Linked DNA regions of Mus musculus: region 1 is linked to region 2. The links are chromatin contacts, called in public HiChIP or PLAC-seq maps. All regions are on one chromosome and are shown on one strand. The core of a region is the stretch at or near the end of the contact, and the rest is flanking DNA. Distances in the headings are between cores, read along the strand shown.

Region 1 (6,396 bases), core at 895-3,394, 130 kb before region 2:
TACTGGTCCCTTCCTGTCTGTCTCTTTTCTGCTTTCTGGCTGTCCTGGGGAGTTCATGTTCCTTCTGTTTTAAGATTCTACCTCACTACAGATCTAGAAGCAACATGGGCTGAAACCTCTGAAACCTCTTACTAAATTAAAACACATCTTTCTCACTTAAGTTATCAGGTTATCTTGTCACTTCATTTCAACATTCTAACACAGTGACTAACTATAATACTATTATTGCAATAAAATAAATAGGCTATACATTTCTTAACATTTCATCCATATTCATATTTTACTTTCTTTATGTGTTATGTTTATGTGTTTCTTTATATGTTATTTATGTATATATGTATGTGCATGTGAGCATATGTTCATGTGTGTGCGTGGAGACCAAATGACAGCCTTAGGTGTCATTCCTCAGGGGCCATTGACCTTGTTTTTCAGACTGAGTGTCTCATTGGATGTAAACTCTAAGAAGGCCAGGCTGACTGAATATCAAACACCAGAAACCATTTGTCTCTGCTTCTCCAGCTCTTGGATTACAAGCATGTACCACTACACCTGGTTTTGTTTTTTACTGTGGATTCTAGGGTTTGAACTGAAGTCCGTGTGTCTGCAAGACACTTTACGTATGGATGGAGCTATCCACCCATCTCTTATACATTATTTTATTCAGTTTGTTGCTTGAATAAGGATGAGTAGAACCAATTTTCTTTCTGTTTTACTTTTGTTTGATGTTTAACTTACTTAAAAATCTTGTTTGGTTTATGTTGGACTATCTACACAGCAAATTAAGCTTGAGGGAACTAAGAAAACTGTAGCTGTATTTTGTGTGTTGGTAATTGTGTCTCTACATCCTCTGAAAGCCCTTTGGCTGTTAAGCATTTCTGATGTTGCAGTTATATTCTTTTTTTTAAATTTTCTTTATTTATTTATTATATGGTACACTGTAGCTGTTTTCAGATACCCCAGAAGAGGGCAGCAGATCTTTTTACGGATGGTTGTGAGCCACCATGTGGTTGCTAGGATTTGAACTCAGGACCTTCAGAAGAGCCGTTGGTTCTCTTAACCACCGAGCCATCTCTCCAGCCCAGTTATATTCTTTCTATTGTATTAGAAACCCAGAAATTGGCACACACATGCACTAGCAAAAGACCTGGAATTCATTATGATATAGTTTCCATATTTACATTGAGGTCTTGACCTCCTCCCTTTCTAAGAAAATCATGGGAAGAAATATCCTAGTAGAGAGAGATCTGTCCATCATAGTGTGGGGAAGGAAAAAGGACCACCTTCCTACATAAATATTCTGCACGTCTCATGAACATTCACAACAACGTCTTAAAAATCCACCACAAAGAACCAGAGGGCTACCGACTGCCCCCTTTGGGTGTACCTGCTGCGCTTTCTCTCTCCAGAGTGTATACCCTTTGCATTGCTAAGTAAACTCCACTTAGACTGTGTGTGTCTCTTAGCTGTGCTCTCTCCCTTGAGAAGACAGAAGGAGGAAAATGTTTCACTGGTAACATCTATAACTACACTCAGGGCCACAGGAGCTAGTAACCCTTCAGTAACAAATTGTAGATAAACTAACAAGTGACTATGCCACCAGGGCACTATGGCAGGAGTCAATCTCAATGCCATTTCATGAACATGTATGCAAAGGTTGCAGCATTTGAGCACCATGACTAAGCAGGTTTGTTCAGTATCCTTTGCTGACTGCTTACAAGCTAAAGGATCAAATGAATACAGAATTTGCATATAGACCTGAATAATTAGAATGCTACAGAATAAGAAATCTAAGTGTTGTACATATTTCGTTTAATATTTCCTATAACAGAAATACTTAGAGTACATATCTAGACTCTAGTCTGATGGTGTTGCAAGGCTTGAAGTGAGTGATGCTGCCTCAGGTCTTTCTCCTTCCTTCCAGCTCATGGTGGGTGACGCCCTTCTTTCCTTTTGTCTTTCCAGAGACCCTTAGCAGCTATGTTTCTGCTTTGCTCCACATCTTTAGTTTACTAAGTTAATTTTACCAAGAGCTCTGATACCCACACGTATGCAAATGCTTGTTTAAGGGGAAGCTAACGAGGGATCATGGGACGGGCAGCAGGGCCCTTGAGCTCGTCTGTAATTTGACTCCTGTTACTAGAAATATTCATATCTTTCCAGGGAGGTTAAAAATATAACATTCATTTGTGGTCAGTAGAATCTATTCAGTGCAGTCTCCGGGGAAGTCTTGAAAAACAGAACAAAACAAACCGCTGGTGTCCTTGGCCTTCAGCCCATGGAATGTCAAGGTCCTTGGCATTAAGCCAGCATTCGCTCTAGTAATCAAAAATATATTCATGCAGCAGTTAGAATAATTATACATTATAATTATGTATAACAGCTCAAGTATAGTGATTAATAATGACCACAAATAAATGGGATTTAGGATGTTTTTCTTAATTTTATAATCTCCTTTGCTCGTGAAGAACAATATAAATTGCCATGGGTATTCCTGACATTGTGGTAGAGAAGGAATAAACCAAACTTTTATTATTTTGTGTTTTCTCAATGAATCAGAAATGCAATAATATACATTCAGTGTTGTGATTGGTAGAGCATCTCAATTACAATAAAGAACATTTTATAGAGTCGTTCTCTAAGTGGATGGCAAATATTTGCTTCAAAAACTGTCTGTAAGGGCCTTTGGCCTCAGCCCCATAAAGCACAAAACCATAAACATCCACTGTGCTCAAATAAAGTTAAAAAAAAGAGAGAGAGAGAGAGAGAGAGAACATCAAATAACTTCAGAAGCTATTTATTATAAACTTTCTCCAAAGTACCTGTTAGTCTTCAAGATGACAAAATTAAATAACCTACTACCAACTATAACATTAAAACTCAAAGCAAACCTAGGAACTTCTGTCCAAGAGTTTAAAGTGAATGCTTCCTAATGCTGTCATTTCTCACTGTTAAAGATGATAAAGAGACAGAAAAAAATGTCCTAAACAGTTCTTCATAAGCCGCGGAGTGAACCATGAAGCCACAGTTTCACTCTGCTGAGCTTAGTGGTAAAAACCTCCCTCCTTACTATGGTTGCTCAGAGCCAGCAGTGTTCAGGGAAACCACAGCAGTTTGTCCCGCTGCTCTGGAGGATCAGCTGATCCACATGGGCAAAGGTATAGCAGGGGTCGGGAGAGGTTCAAAGCTCCTGGATGAAGACGGTGGGATGAAATGGTTGAGAAGGGACAGACATGGGGAGAAGGACAAGAGCTTCCAGAGTTGTCCTTGTCTGCGTTTTAGGTCTGGAAAAGGCCACAGGCAGATTTGTTTTATTTTTTCCTATTTCTGGTTGTACTTTACAAGGTCACTTACAAGTGAAAATACTTAACTGGGGAGATAAATAAAATTTCCAAAATATTCCCCCTTCACTCACAGATAATACTCTCCACAGGGCGGCAGGCAGGGAGGGAACAAGCAGCAACTGTGTGTCAAGCCAGGGAAATGTTAGTGATCCCCCAAACACACACAGGAGCGGATCTGATGCAACTCACAGCAGAGGCTTTATTCTATTCGAGCTAGCTCGCACACCCCACCCACCCCAGTGCCCCGCCTGCTGTCATGCAGGACGGTTTTGGTGGTGGTGGAGCCCCGAATGTCTATGAGGCAAGGTTTTATAGTAAGCAGCAAGCAGGAAGTACCTGAGCAAGCATCTAATTGGAAGCTCTTGTGGCCTTTAACATGATTGGCTGGTGCTGGGCGTCATGTCATAAACTTAACTTCCGCTCCCTTCTGCATTGATGGTCGTTAGGTAGAAGGTGGGCTTGTAACCTGGGGTGCAGGTTTGTTGGGGGAATAACCTGGAGACACCGGTCTTGTTGGAGGGCCTAGAGACTGGAGCTAAGCTCAGGTTTTGTTGGAGGGCAACTTAGAAACTAATGCTAGATACCAGCCTGATAGTTTACCTGAGTTCACACTTAGGTCAGGTTCTCTAAAATGGAGTCTGAATTTAAAAGCTTTGGCATCTCATTGGCATTGTGGGAAATACCTTTATGTGTTTCATCCTACTTCGTTTACATGTTTTAACCATTACAGACATCATGAACACATTATTTCACAGATTAAAGATTAAAGTTGCAGAGGAACTAGTTAACATGTCCAAAATCATGCACAGTGATTAATTAATTCAAGATTCAAATGATAGCCTGAAATCAAATTCTATATTCTTGCCGTTATTCTTCTGCCTCATGACAGAAGGCTTAGTTAGCCGAGCCACATGATGTGAGAGCTGTGACGTCGGTTTGATGTGGACCGTGGGAAAGTGTGGCACAGAGCAGAGTGTCTGAGAGCAGGGACCAGCATTACTCAGACCTGGGTGAGTTATCTGCACCCTAGGGCCAATCCAGGAATTAAGTAGTATCATGTTAAGTTGAATCTTGCCAACTCGTGTGCGGACAAGAATGACATAAATCTATATTATCTACAATTGGTTTTTTTTCAAATGTAAATGCTATACAGGAATAAAGTCTGAGAGTCCAGTTGTTGCTCCCTAAACAAAAGAAAATAAACAAGCAAAATGCTTTGGCAATTGCTGGCATGGCTGTGCCAGTTAGAAGGTAAAGTTCTCAGATCTCTCTGGCTCTAGCAGGCTCCCAATAGTCTTTGATATTTTCCCTTCTCTCTCTCTCTCTCTCTCTCTTTCTCTCTCTCTCTCTCTCTCTCTCTCTCTCTCTCTCTCTCTCTCTCTCTCTCTCTCTCTCTCTCTCTCTCTCTCCCTCTCTCGATTTCTTGAGACAAGATTTCTCTGGGTAGCCAAGGATGTCTTAGAACTCATTCTGTAGACCAGGCTGGCCTTGAACTCAGAGATCCATCTACCTCTGCCTCCTGAGTGCTGGATTTGGTGTGTGTGTGTGTGTGTGTGTGTGTGTTTTGTTTGAGAAAAAGTGTTCAGTGAATTTTGCCACTTTGAGCCCTTTGATTGCAAACTGGTAGAACCACTCTGAAAATCACTCTGGCAGTTCCTCAGAAAATTGGAAATAGTTCTACCTGAAGACCCAGCACTCCTGAGCATATATCCAAAAGATGCTCCACCATATCACAAGGACACATGCTCCACTATGTTATAGCAGCCTTATTTATAATCCTCAGAAGTTGGAAACAACCCAGATGTCCCTCAATGGAAAATGGATACAGAAAATGTGGTTCATTTACACAGTGGAATACTACTCAGCTATTAAAAACAAGGACATCATGAATTTTGCAGGTAAATGGATGGAACTAGAAAATATCTCTGAGTGAGGTAACCCAGACCCAAAAGGACATACATAGTATATACTCACTGATAAGTGGATATTAGCTAAAAAGTTCAGAATACCCATGATATAACTCACAGACCATAGGAACCATAACAAGAAGGAAGGCCCAAGTAATGATGCTTCAATCTCACTTAGAAGGGGGAACAAAATAATCATGGGAGGAAGGAAGAGGGAGAGATCTGGGTGGGAGAGGAGAGGAGGAGAGAAAGAAGGGGGGCAGGATCAGGTATAGGAGGAGACAGGAGAGAAGCCCAGAGGGTCAGGAGAATGAATAGAAATATGCAGAGTGTGGGGTGGAGAACAGAGGAAATCTTTAGAAAGTCCTAGACACCAGGGATGTGGGAGGCTCCCAGGACCCAAAGAGGATAACATTAGCCAAAATGTCCAACAGCGGGGAGATAGGACCTGAAGAGACCACTTTATTAGATAGGCATGGCCCTCACTTGAGGGATAAGGCTACCCACCAATCTCAAAAATTTTAACCCAGAATTGTTCCTGTCTAAAGGAAATGCAGGGCCAAAAAATTGGAGCAGAGTCTGAAGGAAAGGCCATCCAGAGACTGCCCCACCTTGGGATCCATCCCATGTACAGTTACCAACCCCCAACACTATTGCTGATGCCAAGATGTGCTTGCAGACAGGAGCCTGGCATGGCTGTCCTCTGAGAGGCTCTGACAGCACCTGACTGAGACAGATGCAGATACTTACAGCCAATCATTGGACTGAGCCTGGGGACACTATGGAAGAATTAGGGGAAGGACTGTAGGGGCTGATGGGGATTGCAACTCCATAGAAAGAACAACAGTATCAACTAACTGGACCACTCAGAGCTCCTAGGGACTAAGTCACCAACCAAAGAGCATCCATGAGCTGGTCTGTGGCCCCCACTATATACGTAGCAGAGGACTGCCTTGTCTGGTCTCAGTGGAGGGGATGCATTTTATCCTGTGGAGGCTTGATGCCCTAGAGAAGGGGGATGCTAGAGGGGTGAGGTGGTTGGGTGGGTGAGCACCCTCTTAGAGGTGAAGGGGAAGGTGATGGGGTGGGAGTCATGAAGAGGGGGGGAAAGGAAGGAGGACAACATTAAGTGTAAATAAGTAAATAAA
Region 2 (6,227 bases), core at 3,054-5,553:
ATGATCACCATTCCATCCCCAGGTCCGTAGGCTGCTGCCTTCCACAAAACCATGTTCTGTTTACTGGTTGTGGAGTCATCCATAAACCAGGCATTAACCAGGGATGGCTGGAACTCTCCTGTCCCCTCTCCTAGTGGTACCTGTTTCTGGGGAGGGGTGGCATTTGGGATGATTGAAAATCCCTGTGGGGTCATTGGGCAGTCGGTCACAAGTACCAACTCCAACGCCTTTGGCACCGACCCCTTTGCAGACAGGGTACCAGAGCGAGGGAGCTCAGCCAAGTACCATTTCCATTGTAGTACTTTCCCTTCCGTGGGTAGACCAGCCCATGCTTCCTCTGGTGCCTAGATCCAAACTAGGGTCGGAATGGTGGTTCTGAGTATTACTTGGCTGTTCTGCAGCATGTGGTGCACAGTTTTTAAGGCCTCCTATGTTATTCAAATTGTTTTCTCAACTAGAGAGAATTTGTTTTCCAAGCAGGGAAGCCTACTGTCCATTATCTACCATTACTTTTCACAAAGATATTCCAGTTCCCATACTGTTTTAGGTACAGTATGTGCAAATATACTATATCCTCTGGTTGGATGTATTGTTGCTTAGACTATTCCTTTATATACTCTGGCACTGTTTTCACAGCTTGTTCTTGGGGTTTATTCCAAATAAAATCATTTGCTTTCCTTGTAATACTATACAAGGGTTGCAAAATGACTTGTAAATGTGGTATATGTTATCTCTGATATCCAAATAATCCTATAAGATGTTGTATATCAGCTTCATTGGCTGGTTTTAAGCTGTTGTAATTCACTTATGACTGCAGTAGGTATTTTTTGACCCTGGAGTGGACCACCCAAGAACTTAACCTTTGTATCTGGTCCTGATAGCTTATTATTATGGATGGTCCAACATTATCTCTCAATGCTTGTATGGTTTGGTCTACTGGTTTGCTTGGGATTTTTTGTATATATTTCCTTTTCATTTTATTATCAAAAAGTCATCAACATACAAATATAGTTAGGACTGGTATGACTTTATCCAGTGACCATCTGTCTTAGTCAGGGTTTCTATTCCTGCACAAACATCATGACCAAGAAACAAGTTGGGGAGGAAAGGGTTTATTCAGCTTACAATTCCATACTGCTGTTTATCACCAAGGAAGTAAGGACTGGAACTCAAACAGGTCAGGAAGCAGGAACTGATGCAGAGGCCATGGAGGGATGTTCTTTACTGGTTTGCTTCCCCTGGCTTGCTCAGCCTGCTCTCTTATAGAACCCAAGACAACCAGCCCAGAGATGGTCCCACCCACAAGGGGCCTTTCCCCCTTGATCACTAATTGAGAAAATGCCTTACAGTTGGATCTCATGGAGGCATTTCCTCAACTGAAGTTCCTTTCTCTGTGATAACTCCAGCTGTGTCAAGTTGACACAAAACTAGCCAATACACCATCTTAGAACACTGTGGACAATTATTGGGTAGTCTTAGAAATTGGTACTGTCTTGCTTGCCAAGTGAATGTGGTGTATTCTCTGCTTTGTGGGTGCCGTGGTATGCTAAAGTACATGTCTGATAAATCTGTAGTTGACAGCCATCTTGGTGCTGCTCTCTTAATCCTCAAGAAAATATCTTCTATAGCTGGTAAATGTCCTGGCATTTTAGAGAACAATTCATTAATTCTCCTATAATCTACCATCATTCACCATTTACTATTTGGTAAACTGACCAAATCGGACTCTTCAAATTGAAGCTTTGCGTTGGTTCAATTATTCCTTCCTTTAGTAGGGTTTAATGGTTTCAGATATCTGCTCATTCCTCCTTTAATTGGGCATTGTGACATAAATGAGGGTTCAACTGTTGGTAGTCTTATAGGTTCTATTGTTACTCCTACTAGATTACCTTTTACTTTTTAAAATTTAGAAAATCACAAAAAAATTAAAATCTTTAAGAAGCCTAAAATATTTTCTGGTGCACTGCAACATGCAAAATCCATGGGAATTATTTTGTCATATACCATTAATTCTAACTTACAGACAGGTATTATGGATTCTCCTGTAACTCCTTCTATAGTGTCTGGCAGTCCTGTATATATGTTAATATCACTGCCTTTGTCAATTAGCCATCTAACATTTATCTTCTTATTCTTATGGGAAACATAATATATGGTGTTACTGGTGCCTGACTTGATTCCTGATGAAAGGTATACGTGTTTGCCTTGTCACAGTGAAGCACTGATATGTGTTTACCTTATTATAATGAGGTGCTGATATGTGTTTACCTTATTATAATGAGGTGCTGATATGTGTTTGCCTTATTATAATGAAGCACTAATATGTGTTTGCCTTGTTATACTGAGGAACTGATATGTGTTTGCCTTGTTATAGTGAGGTACCAATATTTGGTAACAATGATCCTCATTATTGTTACCAAATATTGTGAATCTTGGAAGATGTCACTGGGAGGGATAATGGCTGTCTTGCCTAGGCCCTGCATTAGGTCATAGTGAGGTGCTGATATGTGTTTGCCTTGTCATAGTGAGGTGCTGATATTTCCTTTGTGATGGCCTTCTGTCCCTAAAAAAGGCTTAGGTTTGTTCCTTCAAAAAAATCTTATTTTGTGTACCCCTCTGTGGGGTTCTGTTTACAAATAGCATTCCAGGTTTTCTGCCAAAGGTCTAATGTTTGTAAATGGTCTGAAAAATCTGAGTGTTCTCTTTGATTTAAATGGATTTCTATTTACATTTAATGATACTACTTTTTCTTGGTCTAACTCCCTCTAACCTTTAAATAAGTCAATTACCTCAGAAACATTTCTGCAATTTAGAAGTGGTCCTGCCAAATTAATTTTGTGTGGCGGTACCCCCTTAATTAAAATTCTTTTGAATTGTGGTATAATCAGAGCATCCTGTGATGTGTCTACTTCATTATGTATAAACCACAGTACTCCTAGTTGCCTCATGAGCTGAATGGCCTCTTGGAAAGTGTTCCATTTTGCTGCTTCCTCACGTTGTGTAAGGTCTAAAGATGGAAATGCGCATCTCCAGGCTGTGGTTATCCAGTCCAGGAGAAGGTGTACATCGCCTGGAGCAGTGCCTAGGACTCGCTCTAAAGCTTCATACACTGCTGGGTTTCTACTATATTCTTAATTTTCCTCACCTCTGACTCTGACAGCGTGACCGTGTCTATCCTTTTCCCCTGAGCTTTATCATAAAGGATGCATCCTCCATTCCATCTGGACGTATTCTTTTCTCGACTGACTTAGTTCTTGAGGAGTGTATGGTCTCATTTCTATTTGTTGCTCAAAATGCTCCTCATCATTGTTACCAAATATTGTGAATCTTGGAAGATGTCACTGGGAGGGATATGGCTGTCTTGCCCAGGCCCTGGGTTAGGACAGCATCTTTGAAAGGATTGTTTGCCACCCCCATTTCTTAGTTCCTCTACGGTTTTCATCAGTATTGCTTGCACTTCTTTACTAGCCGCATGCTCTAGAGTGGCTCTACTATTGGTGGACTTGTTAGAAGGACCTCAATCTTCACTTCTTTAAACCCAGCTTTCCTTTTGGCCTTATTCTTTGTTCCAAACCATTTCCTCTCTGTGCGATCCGTGGCATCTGGACTCACTTTCATGGCTTTGAAGCCAGTAAGTAGTTTCTTCATTCTAGTGTTACATACATTAGGGAGTATAGAACTTAAATTTTTTATATAACACCCAAAGTTAGTTTGGGGTGAGTTTCTTATTACTTTTTCCAATAATTTATCTGCCCTTCTCACCAGGCTTGTGGCCAACCAATCTTTCCTGGGTGGGTTTCCCTGCACCTTCTGCTCTTCCTACGGCATAGGCAGCAGTTGGCATCAGGTGTTGGTAACAGTAGTGATGAGTCCCTCACTTCTGGCTCTTCCTATGTCGTAGGCAGCAGCTGGCTTTGGAGTGATGGTCCCTTCTTTCACTATCTCCCTTAGAGCTCTGCCTAGTTCTGCTCCTGGACTGCAATTAATTTTGTATGACCAAAGGCTTGTTGCCAATTTGCTGAAATTTAGAATAATTAGGACTATTATGGTCCTTAGAGGGTTCATTTTTCTTCTCAGGGTTCCATCTTGAAGGTAGAATCCTGTCAACTATGCCAACTATCATGAGTCATGTCCAGCTTAAGGCTGGGAAGGACAGACAGAGTCTAGATCTCAAGGTTTATTCACTACAATAAGCATCAGTTCACAACATACACGTGGGGTAGCTGACTCAGAAGCAGGTGGCAGAGGGGCCTCACAGGCAAGGCTTGCAATCTGTCTGTTGTCTGTGTGTCTCAGGCAGGGACTCCTTACTCTGGATCCTCTTATCTCTGTGCAGCCAGGGTAGCAGTCAGTTGTGTTAGTCAGTGTTCTACTCCACCACTGGCATGGCCACCGGGGAGGTGAAATGCAGGGAGCTTGACTGCTTTTATCCCAAGCCCAGTGCTGGGCTTTAGAGAAGAGCCTAGACACCACTCCGACTCCGGGAGTGGGAGAATACAGTCTGAGATGTGGGAAGCCAAAGCTGGTATTTCCCAACCCCAAGACATCTAATCGCTGCTAGAGTGCCACACAGAGGAGCGGGAACCCACGACGAGGGGGAAGGGATGGGAACTTTGGCTTAGCTCATTGGCAAAGGTAGAAGCAGTTGCCTGGAAATGCAGAGAAGCCGAGGCTCTACAGGCAAAGGCTTTCTCCACGCTCCCCATGGTGGATGAAAGAGACAGTCCTCGGTTCCAAACTAGTTATTGGTTGTTCATTGTGGAAAATGGATGCGTACCACCTTCTCAGGGGGGACCAGAGATTAAATACCTTCTGCAAGGAGGAATATCCAGGAAGGGAAGCTTATTGACTAAACCCTCAGGGCCTCTAGGTACCTCATTAGCAAGTAGAGCTCTGTTCTGGGGCAATGTGACCACAGATCTGTTTCCTTATGTGGGAAGTGTGGCACGTTCCAGGCCAGGAATCTGGCAGGGAGCTGCCTACGGACTCAGGTGTGTACCCCGAGTTTCCGGAGACTCAGACCCACTCTACCGAGTTTCCTAGCAAGGTCCACTGTCCCACAAGTTGTTTTCTGGTTAGAGGGCAAGACAGCACAACACTCTTCACTGTCGAGCATCAAGGTCTCTGCCTGTCGGCTGCCAGCCTCTGCTTTCATTAGCTACAAGCTAGCATTACATCATTACATAGCACTTCATTCTTATCTGCTACACACAGAGCTGACATGAGCTGCAGAGCTGGCGTGAGCTGGCTGCTCATCCAACTTTTATCTCCTACACACAGCTGACATGAGCTAGCAGCTCCTTGATATAACATCCAACTCAGTCCTGTTCTTATTTCTTATTTACATTCTGTCTGCACACAGGGAGTCTCAGCTGTGGCTTCGGCTGGCTAGTTTGATGGCAACAAGCTAGTCATCTGAGAGGAAGACACCTCAACTGATAAAATGCCTCCATTGCGCTACAGGCAAGCCTGTAGGGCATTTTCTTAATTAATCATTGATAGAGGAGGGCGGGGCCCAGGCCATTGTGGGTGGGGCCATCCCTGGGCTGGTGGTCCTAGGTTCTATAAGAAAGTGGGCTGAGCAAGCACCAGGGAACAAACCAGTGAGCAGCACCCTTCCATGGCCTCCTCATCAGCTCCTGCCTCCAGGTTCCTGCCCTGTGTGAGTTCTACCCTTTGATGATGAACTGTGATATGGAACTGTCAGTGAAACAAACCCTTTCCTCCCCGCGTAGCTTGTGGTCATGGTGTTTCATCACAGCACAGGTGGGTTACCCTGCGGAGGGCACTGCCTGCTGCTCTCCAGGCCTTGCCTGGTCTACATCACACATTCCGTGCTTACCATTCTGTACAAAACAATTTTTCAATTCCCTTCGAATTTTTCTTTAAATTTCTAAATATTTAAGATTTCCTGGATATCTTTTAAGAAACTGATATCTATTTTGATTCTCATTTTCTTTTTATTATGTTGTGTGTTATGGTTTAATAAATGTTCTGCCTTGGTGAATGTATATATATATATGCATTTATGCAGTTACAAGATGTAATACTAAATATGACTGTCTTAGTGTAGGTTTTAGGATTACTCAAATCCTATCTTTGCTGAGATTTGTCTGCCCTTCAAACCCCTCCCCATCTGGGCTGAAGTGCTGACTGGCCTGCCCTTGTTCCATAATTGCTGTGAGCGTGCAATGGCGTTGCTGAATTTTCAGCCTCATCATGTTTTA

Evidence for each region. HiChIP or PLAC-seq counts read pairs in DNA pulled down with a chosen protein or histone mark.
Region 1: an H3K27ac HiChIP or PLAC-seq map of heart atrium shows a contact between it and region 2, with 4 times the contacts expected there. The contact joins two enhancer-like sites. A contact is called at or near these places in 2 of 484 Hi-C or Micro-C datasets (Sertoli cells and bone marrow-derived macrophages), 2 of 115 datasets of contacts at active chromatin or transcription factors (the 230-238 cell line and heart atrium) and 3 of 9 other capture datasets (adipose tissue, liver and pancreatic islet).

What each region holds. Positions count from the first base shown.
Region 1 is chr5:24,049,204-24,055,599 of GRCm38.p6, reverse strand. No RefSeq gene overlaps it. Among named protein-coding and RNA genes, the nearest start is that of Fam126a, 22 kb to the right of the region's middle. Within about 2 kb of position 2,144, at least 44 of the 459 cell types and tissues checked have an H3K27ac peak or open chromatin away from gene starts, as enhancers often do. A contact at or near this core is called in Sertoli cells and heart atrium, where this site is marked.
Region 2 is chr5:23,922,032-23,928,258 of GRCm38.p6, reverse strand. It overlaps a transcript of Fam126a not described here. Among named protein-coding and RNA genes, the nearest start is that of Gm42228, 72 kb to the right of the region's middle. Within about 2 kb of position 4,303, at least 46 of the 459 cell types and tissues checked have an H3K27ac peak or open chromatin away from gene starts, as enhancers often do. A contact at or near this core is called in Sertoli cells and heart atrium, where this site is marked.